Regions from separate parts of the Mus musculus genome. Here region 1 is linked to region 2. A link is a contact called in public promoter capture Hi-C data. All regions are on one chromosome and are shown on one strand. Each heading gives the region's core, a stretch centred on a gene start, on an enhancer-like site or on the middle of the called end of the contact. The rest is flanking DNA. Distances are from core to core; before and after follow the strand shown. Region 1 holds the start of Usp42 (ubiquitin specific peptidase 42). Region 2 holds the start of Arpc1a (actin related protein 2/3 complex, subunit 1A).

Evidence for each region. Promoter capture Hi-C pulls out the DNA fragments that hold promoters and counts their contacts.
Region 1: a contact with region 2 is called in a promoter capture Hi-C map of liver, with 2.4 times the contacts expected there. The contact joins the promoter of Usp42 here to the promoter of Arpc1a in region 2. A contact is called at or near these places in 2 of 39 promoter capture datasets (liver and second pharyngeal arch cranial neural crest).

What each region holds. Positions count from the first base shown.
Region 1 is chr5:143,728,576-143,733,962 of GRCm38.p6, reverse strand. Usp42 (ubiquitin specific peptidase 42) reads left to right here and starts at 1,683. Exons shown (of 18, transcript NM_029749.2): 1 at 1,683-1,800. Gm38737 (a long non-coding RNA gene) reads right to left here and starts at 1,508. Exons shown (of 3, transcript XR_868672.3): 1 at 111-1,508.
Region 2 is chr5:145,081,121-145,086,736 of GRCm38.p6, reverse strand. Arpc1a (actin related protein 2/3 complex, subunit 1A) reads right to left here and starts at 2,868. Exons shown (of 10, transcript NM_019767.2): 1 at 2,765-2,868.

The sequences.
Region 1 (5,387 bases), core at 434-2,933, 1.4 Mb after region 2:
CAACAGGGGCGGGGTAAACTTCTGGGACCTCAAAGGGAAGTGTTCTGAAATACCATAACGTTTAGCTAGATAACTAGTCCCTCAGTTCCTCAGCATTTGAATTTAATTACCTGGAAAAGGCAAAGTACTGAGCAGGTAGTTCTAGTCGCACAAATTGGTCATTTTCCTTGAGATGGGGTCTCAGTCTATAGTCTTGGCTGACCTGGATTACAGACAGGATTTTACTCTGTAGTCCAGGCTGGCTTGAACTCATGGCAATCCTTCTGCCTAAGCTGCTGAATTCTAGGATCACAGACATGGGTTATTTTACCTTTTGCAAATCTCTTAATAATGGTCTACAGTGGTGAAATTCCATAACCATTTTTTGTAAAGAAAAAAGTTGTGGTGTTAATTTTGACAGGAGATGCTGAAATGTGAGCAACTAGGATTCTCTTTCTCCTTTTTAATTCCTCAAAGTACTTGAGTTTTTTGCTCCAAATACTCAATAGACATTTTATAGCCAACCTATAGGGACTGTAATGAAGTTGGTAGCATGAGTAGGTATAGGCTCCTGACCTCTTTATAATGTTAAAAGCTTAACATAGCATGCTGTGGCTGGAATAAATGAAAGGAAAAAGGAAATATGGAGTTGGGTGTTTTGTTTTGAGACTGGGAGTCCTTCTGTAGCACAGGGTGTCTTCAAACTTGTGATTCTCCTGTCTCAGACTCACCTGTACTGGGAATCATTAAAATGGGACTTTTAATGCCCAAGCTAAAGAGCTTAGCTTCTTCTTCTGATCTGTGTTTTAAAATAAAACAAAAAACTGTGTCCACAAGAGTATAGTGAAACCAGAGTGGAGTGCTGGAGGAGTCAGTTAGACTAGGCTTAGTGAGAGAGAAGGCAAGTGGGTGGTGGGCAGGACCACAGCTCTTTAGGTCAGTAGGGTGTAGTGAACTGGTGGTCTAGGGGGTGAAAGGTTTTGATCAGCAGTGAATGCTCTTCAGGGGTGTGTACTAAATGGGTACCACAGGCAGGCGCTGGAGGGGAGAGAATACAAGGATGAACTACTTTGTCCAGCCTCAGGATCCAGGAAGTAACAAGAAGCATGACTGTAGGACTGGGGCGCAGTTGCCTCAATCTGGAGAGCTAAGACTTGAAGTGAGACGTTGAGGGGGGTGCATGGTCTGCTCTTTAGCCTGGCAGGGCTACGTAAGGTAGAGACAGCGGAGGCCCCATCGCGGTGAGGGCCCGTGGATCGCAGAGCCCAGTGGCCTCGCCACCGTAGTCCGCAGGGCCACGCGTAGGAGAGGCATGAGTCTCCCGGGATGGGAGCTCAGGTGTACTGGCTTTAGGGCCCCAACCCGGGCCACTCCGGGAACTCTGAACGGAAGCGGCCCCTCCCCGCCCTGCTGCCGGACACCCAGCCAATCAGTGCATCCCGCCAATCAGGGCGTCGGACCAATCAGTGTGCTTTCTCCGGCGGAGCCCGGCGCTTAGCTGACGCGTGAGGCCAGCCCGCGCCCCGCCGCCCTTGGGCGACGGCCCCTCCCGCGTTTGCCCGGCCCGTTAGCTGCGCGCCGCGCCTCTTGCGCGACGGCCCCTGGGCGGCGGAGGCCGTGGCGGCGGCGCGTGCGGGCGCGGCCCTGGTGCGCCCCCTGGCGGCCCGGCCGGCAAGCTGCGGGTGCGGCGCTGACCCGGAGGCGGCGGCGGCGGTGCCCGGATGGAGGCACGTCATTGTCCCCCGCCGGGCGGCTGGGCTGTGTGCGGCGGCGGCGGCGGCGGCGGCCGAGGGGGATGGAGCGAGTGCCGAGCCGGGTCAGGTAAGCTCCCGCCTCCTTCCCGCCCGCTGCAGGCCGGCGTGGGGCCGGGCCGCGTGTCCCTGGTTCGCGGCCTCAGCCGCCCCGCCGCCTTCAGCCGGCCGCGGCCCGCCGGGACTAGCGCGGCCCCTCGCCCGCCGCCCCCTCTACAGCCGCCGGGCGGCCCGGGGACCCCACGGCTGCGGGACTGGCGCTGCCGCCGCCCGGCCGGGCCAGGCCCGCAGAGCAGGAGGCGGTGGCCACGGCGGGCGGGCTCGCAGCGAAGGCAGCGCCGGGGTTGCACGGAAGGGCCGGACCCCCCTGGTTGCCATGGCCACAGCGCTCCCACCCCCACCGGCCCCAGCCCGCCCCCTCGGTCCGCTGCTCGGGCGGCCGGCAGCTACCGGGCCGCCCGGCGCGTTTGGAGCTGCCGGGGTGGGCGTGTGCACGCCGGGACAGTGTAGCCGGCGTAGCCGGCGTCCGGGGCCCGCCCGCCGCCCCCCCGCGTGGCTGCCACCTCCGGCTCCAGGGCGCCCCTCGGAGCTCCGGGCTGGCCTCCCCGCCCCCACCCCACCCCGACAAACTTTCCCACCCGGGCGCAGTCCACTAGGCTCCTCAGCAGAACACCCGAGTTGCCCACGCCGTAGCGGAGCGGACACCCGCAAGAGAGGCGGACAGCCGGGGGTGTTGGGGTGGGGGGGAGGAGCCCCGTAGCTCTTTCCCCTCCGAAAAAGCGAGTGTGCCTTCCTCCCCCAGGCTCTTTATCTTTTGGGGCACAGAGAACCAACTTACCTGGAGGAAAGGGCGGGTGGGAGGGATCAGATTCAGATGTTTGAAATGAAAATTTGACGGGACCAAAGTTTTACAATCTAGGACTTTAACCTCCCTAGAATACAGTTGAGATTACTTTTGTTGAATAGCTCTTTTATATCTGAAGGCCTTAGGACTTGCTTGTTTGTGGTTCTTTCAAGTAAATACACTCAAGTAACAAAAAGTGTCGGGGAAACTAGTTAACGCCCCTTTTACAAAGTAACAACCGGATCCAGGTTCGCACAGCTGTTTATGGAGGAGAACTTTTCTTCAAAGCATGCATTTTAAACGTTCTGCTTTTACCATGTCACTCATTCAGATGCTTAGGTCTGTGAATAATGAGTTACACTTATTTGTTTTTACTCAGGGACAGTTTCACTTTCTTTTCTGTAATCATTGATTCAAGACTACAGTAAGTACTTGGTTTGCAGAGTTTTACGGCTAATCATTCTGTTTACCAAAATACAATTAAAAACCAAGTGGTGTCTTTTTTTAAAGTTTCTTAAAACTGAAATGTTACCAGAACTTGTATAATACTGTTTATGAAGAGTTCGCATAACAGGTTTTTTTTAATGCGTTGACCTTATTTCTTCAGTGTATGTGGGGGGACACAATGTGTACATAGTGATATTCTTTCTTAAAATGAGAAAGATAAATGTAGCCTGGCATTTACTTATCGTAAAAGAGACCTAAGCAAGTAATTAGTCTTGCACATTTATTCAGCTTTGGTCCCTGGTCAGGTTTCAAAATGGACTGTTGTAACTTTGTATATCATGAAAAGGTGTTGGGACTGGCTGGGCTTTGAGTAAGTAGTTACCATTCACAGGCCGTTTTGAACACTAACTGTCAGACGCTTCACTTAGACTAAAAACAGGAGCCATATGAACCTGTCTTACACAATATAGCTGGGTTTTAAGAAAGGTTGGCTCTTATAGGTGGAGTTTAGTTTGATCCCTGGTGACTTTAAGGTGATATTCATTGGCTGAATATCCAAGTGAAGAAGATAGATGGGTTCTGTTATTCTTGCCAGAATCAAAACAATGACATATTTCTGATGACTTGAGTTGTGTTTTCCTTAATATTTATCTCCTAAGCCTATCACAGCATCTTTGCTAGAATGAGTACGGTGTTTTGTTTGGTTGGTTGTTAATCATTGTATGGAAAGGTTGCTTGTCCCAGGAAAATCAAGGGGTTTTACTATAAATGTTATTTTAAGTAAGGATAGACTAGCCTTTCCTTATTACGGAGTTTTGTCTCCTTCCCCTAACTCTCCCTCCTGTTCCTTTTTTTCCATCAATACACTGTGTGTGTGTGCACGTGTGTGTGTCTGTATGTGTATATAGAATTTCTTTTGCCTGTAGCATGAGAAATATATAAACTTTATTTGGCTAGTAGGCCCAAATTTTCTTGTGACTGAAGGTGATTTATCTTCATTTGATTAAGTATTCAAGTTATTGACTTTCTGATTTTATGTAACTGCCCCTACATTGTTAAGGTTGTAACTTCACTTGAATTAAAAATTGTAAACAAGAAGGTTGAAACTTTTAAGGAACAACTTGACTGTAAGCACCAACATGGGGACATCTGTTCACTGAAGTACACAAGGATTTTATTACCCTTTGTACTTTAAAAGGGGTGAACTTTTTAAAGGCCAAGTTTTAGAGGTACTCCCTTTAATTCAGAGGTTTTAAAGAATTAAATGAGATGCCATATATAAATCCCTAAGCACAAGCTGGTGCTACAAGCAAACACTAGTAACTTCCTGTTTGCACGATTTCATTCATTTGTTGAACACATGTTTGGAAAGCTTCCCCCATACCAGGTAGGGTGGAGTTAAGTTTTTACTACATGCTACCATGGAGATCAGCACAAGGACTTTTTAGGATTGGTTTCTTACCCAATCTTGGGGTGAAAGGTGTTGTCAAGGAAACCCTTTAGGATGGGTTTCTAAAAAGCATTGTAGAGGAATGAGTTCTAACCCTGACAGGGGAAGTGTTAACTAAGCAGAGGTAGGAGATGGAGAACATGTGAAGAATAGCTTGCAGGACCTCAGCAAGGAGCTTGGACTAAAAATGGGCCCTGTCTATGGTGGGAGTGTAACGTGCGGAGTGTTCCAGAGACTAAAGCGTGCCAAGTTCAGATGCTGGGAAGAACATAGGGAGGGCAGCTGAGCACTCCTGAAAGGTTTTCTTCAAGGTCTGACATGTAGATTTGGCTGCCTGGACATTTTGAGGACCATTCCTTAAAAGCACTTTGCTGACTTGGGTTGCATAATGGCTAGACAACGGTCCTGCTGGGTGCTGGGTGCTGGGTGCTGGGTGCTGGGTGCTGGGTGCTGGGGCTCAGTCACTGACCTTGCAGATTTTGGCTGATCTTCCAAAGGGTTATCATGAAAATTTAGCAAATAAATAAATATTCAGCAATTAATATGATACCTAGCACATCAAAAAAACTCAATTAGTAGATTTAAAAATAAGATTCAGAGATTTAAATACATATTTGTGTTCAAAGTTTGATGTTAGCAAAATTACAGGTTTAATTCTAAAAGTTGAAATACTTATAAATGCTGGACTTTTTCAGAAAAATGTATTTGCTTCACTGGTAAGACTTTTCTGTAGCTAAAATTTTTCAAAACTTCAAATTTCATACAATAGTATTTTAGACTTTCAATTAAAAATTAAAGCTAAATATTCTCTTTATGCAATTTAATTGACTTTTTTCCCTGAAAAATGGTATATGATTTAAAAATGTAATCAAATATATTAAATTGTAGACTGTTCCTAGCTTTAAGCAGTATGTAT
Region 2 (5,616 bases), core at 1,619-4,118:
TCTGATGAACTCGCTTGTTACTGAACAAAACTGGTTTGTAAACTAATAACTTGGATATCCACATGTAATAGGGATGCCTATTTCATGAAGAGCTGAAAGTTGCACATGCAGATAGAGACTTTCTCATTCTCCTATTTAGTTTTTCTTAAGGACATACATACTTAAGGTTCCAAAAGAGATGACCAGTCACACAACAGCAGAAATACTTCTACAACTGCATTTCTAATTTTGTCTATAGTCAAGTCCTATAATTGAACACGCATTCAGACATATCCTTCCTTTATAGTCATTTGGCTATTTTAAGCCACAATTTTGTACCAAGTAAAATAAACCTTCATTCATATGGTGATAATTTTAAGTCACTAAGCTGCAGGTGGTATTTAAGCAATGTTTGAAAATCTTAACAAGACTCAAAAGGAGAAAAGGGAACACCATAGGCGATTGCATGAACTTAAAAGGTTTTTCTGGGCACTCGTGAGGCAGAGGCGGAAGGATCTCTGTGAGTCCCAGGCCAACCAGGACTATATACAGTTGAGACTCTGCCTCAAACAAAACCAACCAACCAAAACGCAGGCATCAGGCGCCTGTTGCCACTGTCCAGCACTGAGGGATAAAGAGGACTGAAGGAAGAGGCTCCTACTCTCTTCAGCTTTCACTTAGCATGGTCTTTCTTCCTGCCCTACTGGTGAGCCTACCTACCTATGCACTGTGCACACCAGGCAAGGGCTGCACCAACTCAGCCACATTCCCAGCCTTCAAGTGGAGTCATGTTAATGTCGAGTTAGCCATGGAAATCTGAGACGAGGGGACCTGAGCTTGAATCTTCATTTTGACACACACATGAGATGCTGGGCAAATTTTCATTTCATCTCCAAATGGCATTACAAGACAACCGTTGGGAAGATTAAATGAGATAGCACATAAAAGCAGCACAAAACTGATTCCGGTAAGTTAGTTCTCTGATCTTTTGGGTTGTAAGCCTAGCCTTTAGTGGTGGAGCCATCTTGGAAGCCCAGTAAATTGGTTTTCTTTCTTCCTCTGACACAAAGCTTTGAACCAGTCCTAGAAGGACATGTTGGTGTCTTGACCCCATTCCACTGGGACTTGACAAATTCACATAAGTTAGAGTTTCCATTCCCTGTTAGGGTCAATTTCAAGTCATTGATTCACCTAGTTTCTTTTTTCTTTTTCTTTTTTTTTTTTTTTTTTGGTTTTTTGAGACAGGGTTTCTCTGTATAGCCCTGGCTGTCCTGGAGCTCACTCTGTAGACCAGGCCGGCCTCGAACTCAGAAATCCGCCTGCCTCTGCCTCCCGAGTCCTGGCATTAAAGGCGTGCGCCACTACGCCCGGCTTTCATCTAGTTTCTAATTGCTCTCCTTACCCAGCCCAGCGATACCTGTGCTCCAACAGGTCACCACGCCCTACCAATGTTCTGACAGGCTTCATTAGAAATTCCAGCTTCATCAGACCATCTCCACACTTCCTGTAGAGAACTTATTTTGACCTAACACTAGATAATTTAGATTCAAAACACTGCCACCCATCCTCTAAAGGAGTCTGCAATTTCCAATGGGTCCTCTCAGCTGTGAACAGCATATGAATTGAAGAAGCCTTCCCCCAACCCCCACCCCTGAGACAGCCAGTGACTTGATCTAATGGGGTAAACACCCGGGACTGATAACTTATAGAGACCTGAAATCCTAAGGCCTACTAGGAAACCAAAAGATTAAGGGAACTGATAAAATAGGATGCCAACCTAGGTCATTTCAGAAACTGGGCAAGGAGAAGATAGGAGAGAAACACACCATGACAACAGATGGCTTTATACTCAGAGATTCTAAGCTGCAATTTATTAAGTGCCTCCCATGTTCCCAACAGTGTTCAGTATCTGAACGGGGCCAGGAACATGAATAAATCCTTGTCCTCATGTCCTTCTCCGGAGGAAAGAGAGCAGAAAGTAAAGGAAGGCAGATATGCCTTGAAAGTCTCAGAAGCACCAGTAATGGCTATCATTTATTATCAGATCATTTGAACAGCTTCTCTGGGTTAGGAATTGCTGTAAGCAACTCAAGCACACGAACTCCACGCGAAACCCATAAAACCAAGTAGACTAAGAATCTTCTTACTGCAGCTGGGGAAACTGAGGCACCAAGAAACAACCTTCCCAGAGACACCTGACAAAGTGGCAGAGTCAAACGGGAACTCGGAGGGTTCTACATAAAGGACCCTATGAATACGGGTGCAGAGGAGAGTACAAGTCTGACTTGCGGGGGCGGGGGCTAGAGCTAGGGAATCTTAAGGTTACTGGAAAGATGGGCTTTCTCTTGCTGGGAAGGGTTCCCCAATAACTGACGGTTCGGAGGCTGCTCTAGGCAACATCCTAGATGTTGACGAGATGAACAGATACTCGTGACAAGCCACCGGGGGATGGGGGGGGAGATCCGCCCGTCTAAACTAATTTTACAGATTGTGGTAAATGCTCACAGTAGGGGTGCAAATGGTACTATGGGGGTGTCGGAAGCCGAGTTGTTCCTTCTCTCATCCGAGATGGAGGGCAGCTGGAAAGTGCTCAGAAACGCTCGGTCTGTGTGTGAGGGGGGCACCAGGGACTCAGAGGTAACCACGAAGGGCTGAGATCCCGGGCCCCTCAGCTCCAGACCCCGCGCCTAACAGCCCTGGGCCCGCCGCCCCCGCGTGCCATAGAACATACAAAAAAAAAAATGGAGGCGACCCGGGCCAGACTCTCCGCCCTGTGGCTCCTTACCTGAGGTTGGGGAGGTCTGGAGGTCCGGAGCGGACGATTCGCGGACTCTGGTCAGTCGACGCGAACTGGCTCCGGCGGGCGCGGACGGAGGAGGGAGGCCTAGAGGGAGAGGCTGACAGATCCCGGAAGTGACCGGAGCGCCTGCGCAGAGCGGCCGCTCTCAGCTGGCGCTTGGCGCAGGCGCAGGCGCAGAACGTAGCCTTTGTTGGCGTGTTCTGTCTGAAGAGCGGCTGCTGCTCAGGTGAGGCAGCCGCTCGTCAGCGCTAGGGCGTGCTTGTGGAACTGGATGGGCGTCCTACTCCTTTCTTTAAGGAGGTTTTAACACACACACATTTCTGAACCATGGCCCAAGTGTGCAGCGTTGGGAGCTTCTCAAGTGCTTTTTGTTACAAATTACTGAGCTAGGATCTCTCAGGCTTTGTGGTTCTGAAGAACAATTCAAAATAAAATAAAATAAAATAAAAATATTTATGTGGCTGGGCGGTGGAGGCGCACGCCTTTAATCCCAGCACTTGGGAGACAGAGGCAGGTGGATTTCTGAGTTTGAGGCCAGCCTGGACTACAGAGTGAGTTCCAGGACAGTCAGGGCTACACAGAGAAACCCTGTCTCCAAAAAAAAAAAAAAAAAAAAGAATTATATGGATGTCTGTGTCGGTATACGCATGTGAATTCAGGTGCCCCTGGAGGCCAAGAGAGCAACAGATCCTCTTGGAGCTGGAATTGTAAGTTACACCATGTGGGTGCTGGGAACTGAACTCAGGTCCTCAGCGAGAACAATACAATCTTTTAAGCTGAGCCATCTTGCCAGCCCTTGAAACTATGTTTGTGTTCCTTCATAGAGGGTGGGTCAGAACTGGTGACTATTTTCTGCCTGGCGGACTGTCCCTGTCCTGGACCCTCAGTAGAAAGTCTCAAGTCTACCTAAGAGTCCCCTTGACTGTTCCTAGATCAGGACCACTTGTTCCTGCACCCACAATGACACCACAAGAAGGCGCAATGGTGACATGGAAAGAGTGTATTCTATGTAGATGCAATTTATAAGAACTGCCCTGAATGCTACATCCAGTCAGACTGTTGCCCCTGCTCTGGTAGAAATTATGAAGCAACCAGTTAAGTACCCAGGTTCCACTAGAGGTAGGCACCCCAGTCCTTGTCTTGTGGTGGTCTATATATTTGACCCAGTGGACAGTAAACACTGCCCTAACAGAAATAAGGGAATAGTCTATTTCGAGTCAAATATCCATGAGCATTGCTTAGCAGTGCTCGGATTCCTTACCCTAAGTGTTTGCCCCACCTTGAAAACAGTTGCGTTATGGTCTTTAGAATTATTATCGGTCTGTGTGTGTGTGTGTGTGTGTGTGTGTGTGTGTGTGTGTGTGAGTGTGTGTGTGTGTGAGTGTGAGTGTGTGTGTGAGTGTGTGTGTGAGTGTGAGTGTGTGTGTGTGCTGTGTGAGTGGGTAGCACTCATATGGTGGTCAGAGGTCAGCTCTGTGAACTCAGTTCTCTGCTTTCACCTTTACACGGATTCCAGAGATCCAACTCATGTGGTCGGACTTGTTCAGCAAGCGCTTTTCCCACCAAGCCATCTCGCTGGCCTTGGGTGAACTTTTATAGTTGCAGGACAAGAGAAAGCCACACATCAGAACATTTAGCAGAGTTGCATTGGTGGGAACATCGGATAGGAGGGTTATAGCAAGAAGAGTCAATCTTTCCTAGGTTTCAACTTAGGTTAGAGAACTCTTAGCCTTAGTGTTGGAGGAAGCTAGAGATCTGCTGATACACCACAAGGGCTTTACATAACAAGCCTGAGAAGGTTAGCTAAGTATAAAAATAAAGATCATGGCTAGTGTTGTAGCTCAGTTGACAAGAGTGCTTACCTAACAGTCACAAACCCCTCTGTTAGCTCCAGCCCTGTACAAACCTGACGCGGTGCCACGTGCCTGTAACGGCAAGCACTTCAGAGGCAGAGGGAGGAAGATCAGAGCCAGTGTAGGCAACATAAGGGTTTGAGGGCAGCCTAGACTACATGAGATCGTGTCTCAAAAAAGAAGACTCACTAGGCTGGAGAGATGGCTCAGTGGTTAAGAGCACTGACTGCTCTTCCAGAGGTCCTGAGTTCAAATCCCAGCAACCACATGGTGGCTCACAACCATCTGTAATGGGATCTGATGCCCATTTCAGATGTGACTGAAGACAGTGACATGTATGTATGTATGTGTGTGTGTTCTATTAAAAATCGAAGATTCAAAAAGGGAAATGAAGGCTAGTAGATAACTACTAAATGGCCTGAGATGCCCCGAGATACTTTTGGAGTCTATAACATTTGATCTCTTCACACTACATCCTAATTGAGCAAGGCCAAGCAGTCTGCATGACCTTAAATAGAGACGGGACTTCAAGCAACTTCCATCCAGAAGCCCTTGATTGTAAGGCACCGTCTACAGAGGCAAATCTGCAATACTCCAATCGCACACCCATGTGGTATTATTTACAGTTAAATAGTTCAGTTGTTCACAGACTTAGAGTTCTTCCTGACTTAGAGCTCTTATAATTTGAATTTATTCCATGGCTACAGGTCCTGTCATGGGGAAGCAAGGGAATGGAGTGGGAAGATAATTGTAAGTTGGATATCCTACCTCAGAGACAACTGGACAGAGGAAAAATAGCATTCCTGGAAAGCAAGGCTTCCTCATGCATTGTGGGGTAAGTGAGCCATTTCTAGAGTGTATACAGTTGGTACCCAGAGCCAAAAGCAAACAAGGAAAACCTCAGCTGTGTTTCACTTAGACTCCAACTCTTTACAAAAGAGAGTGTCTTCTCTGAAGAAGTTTAGTCTGGATAGATGAAAATAT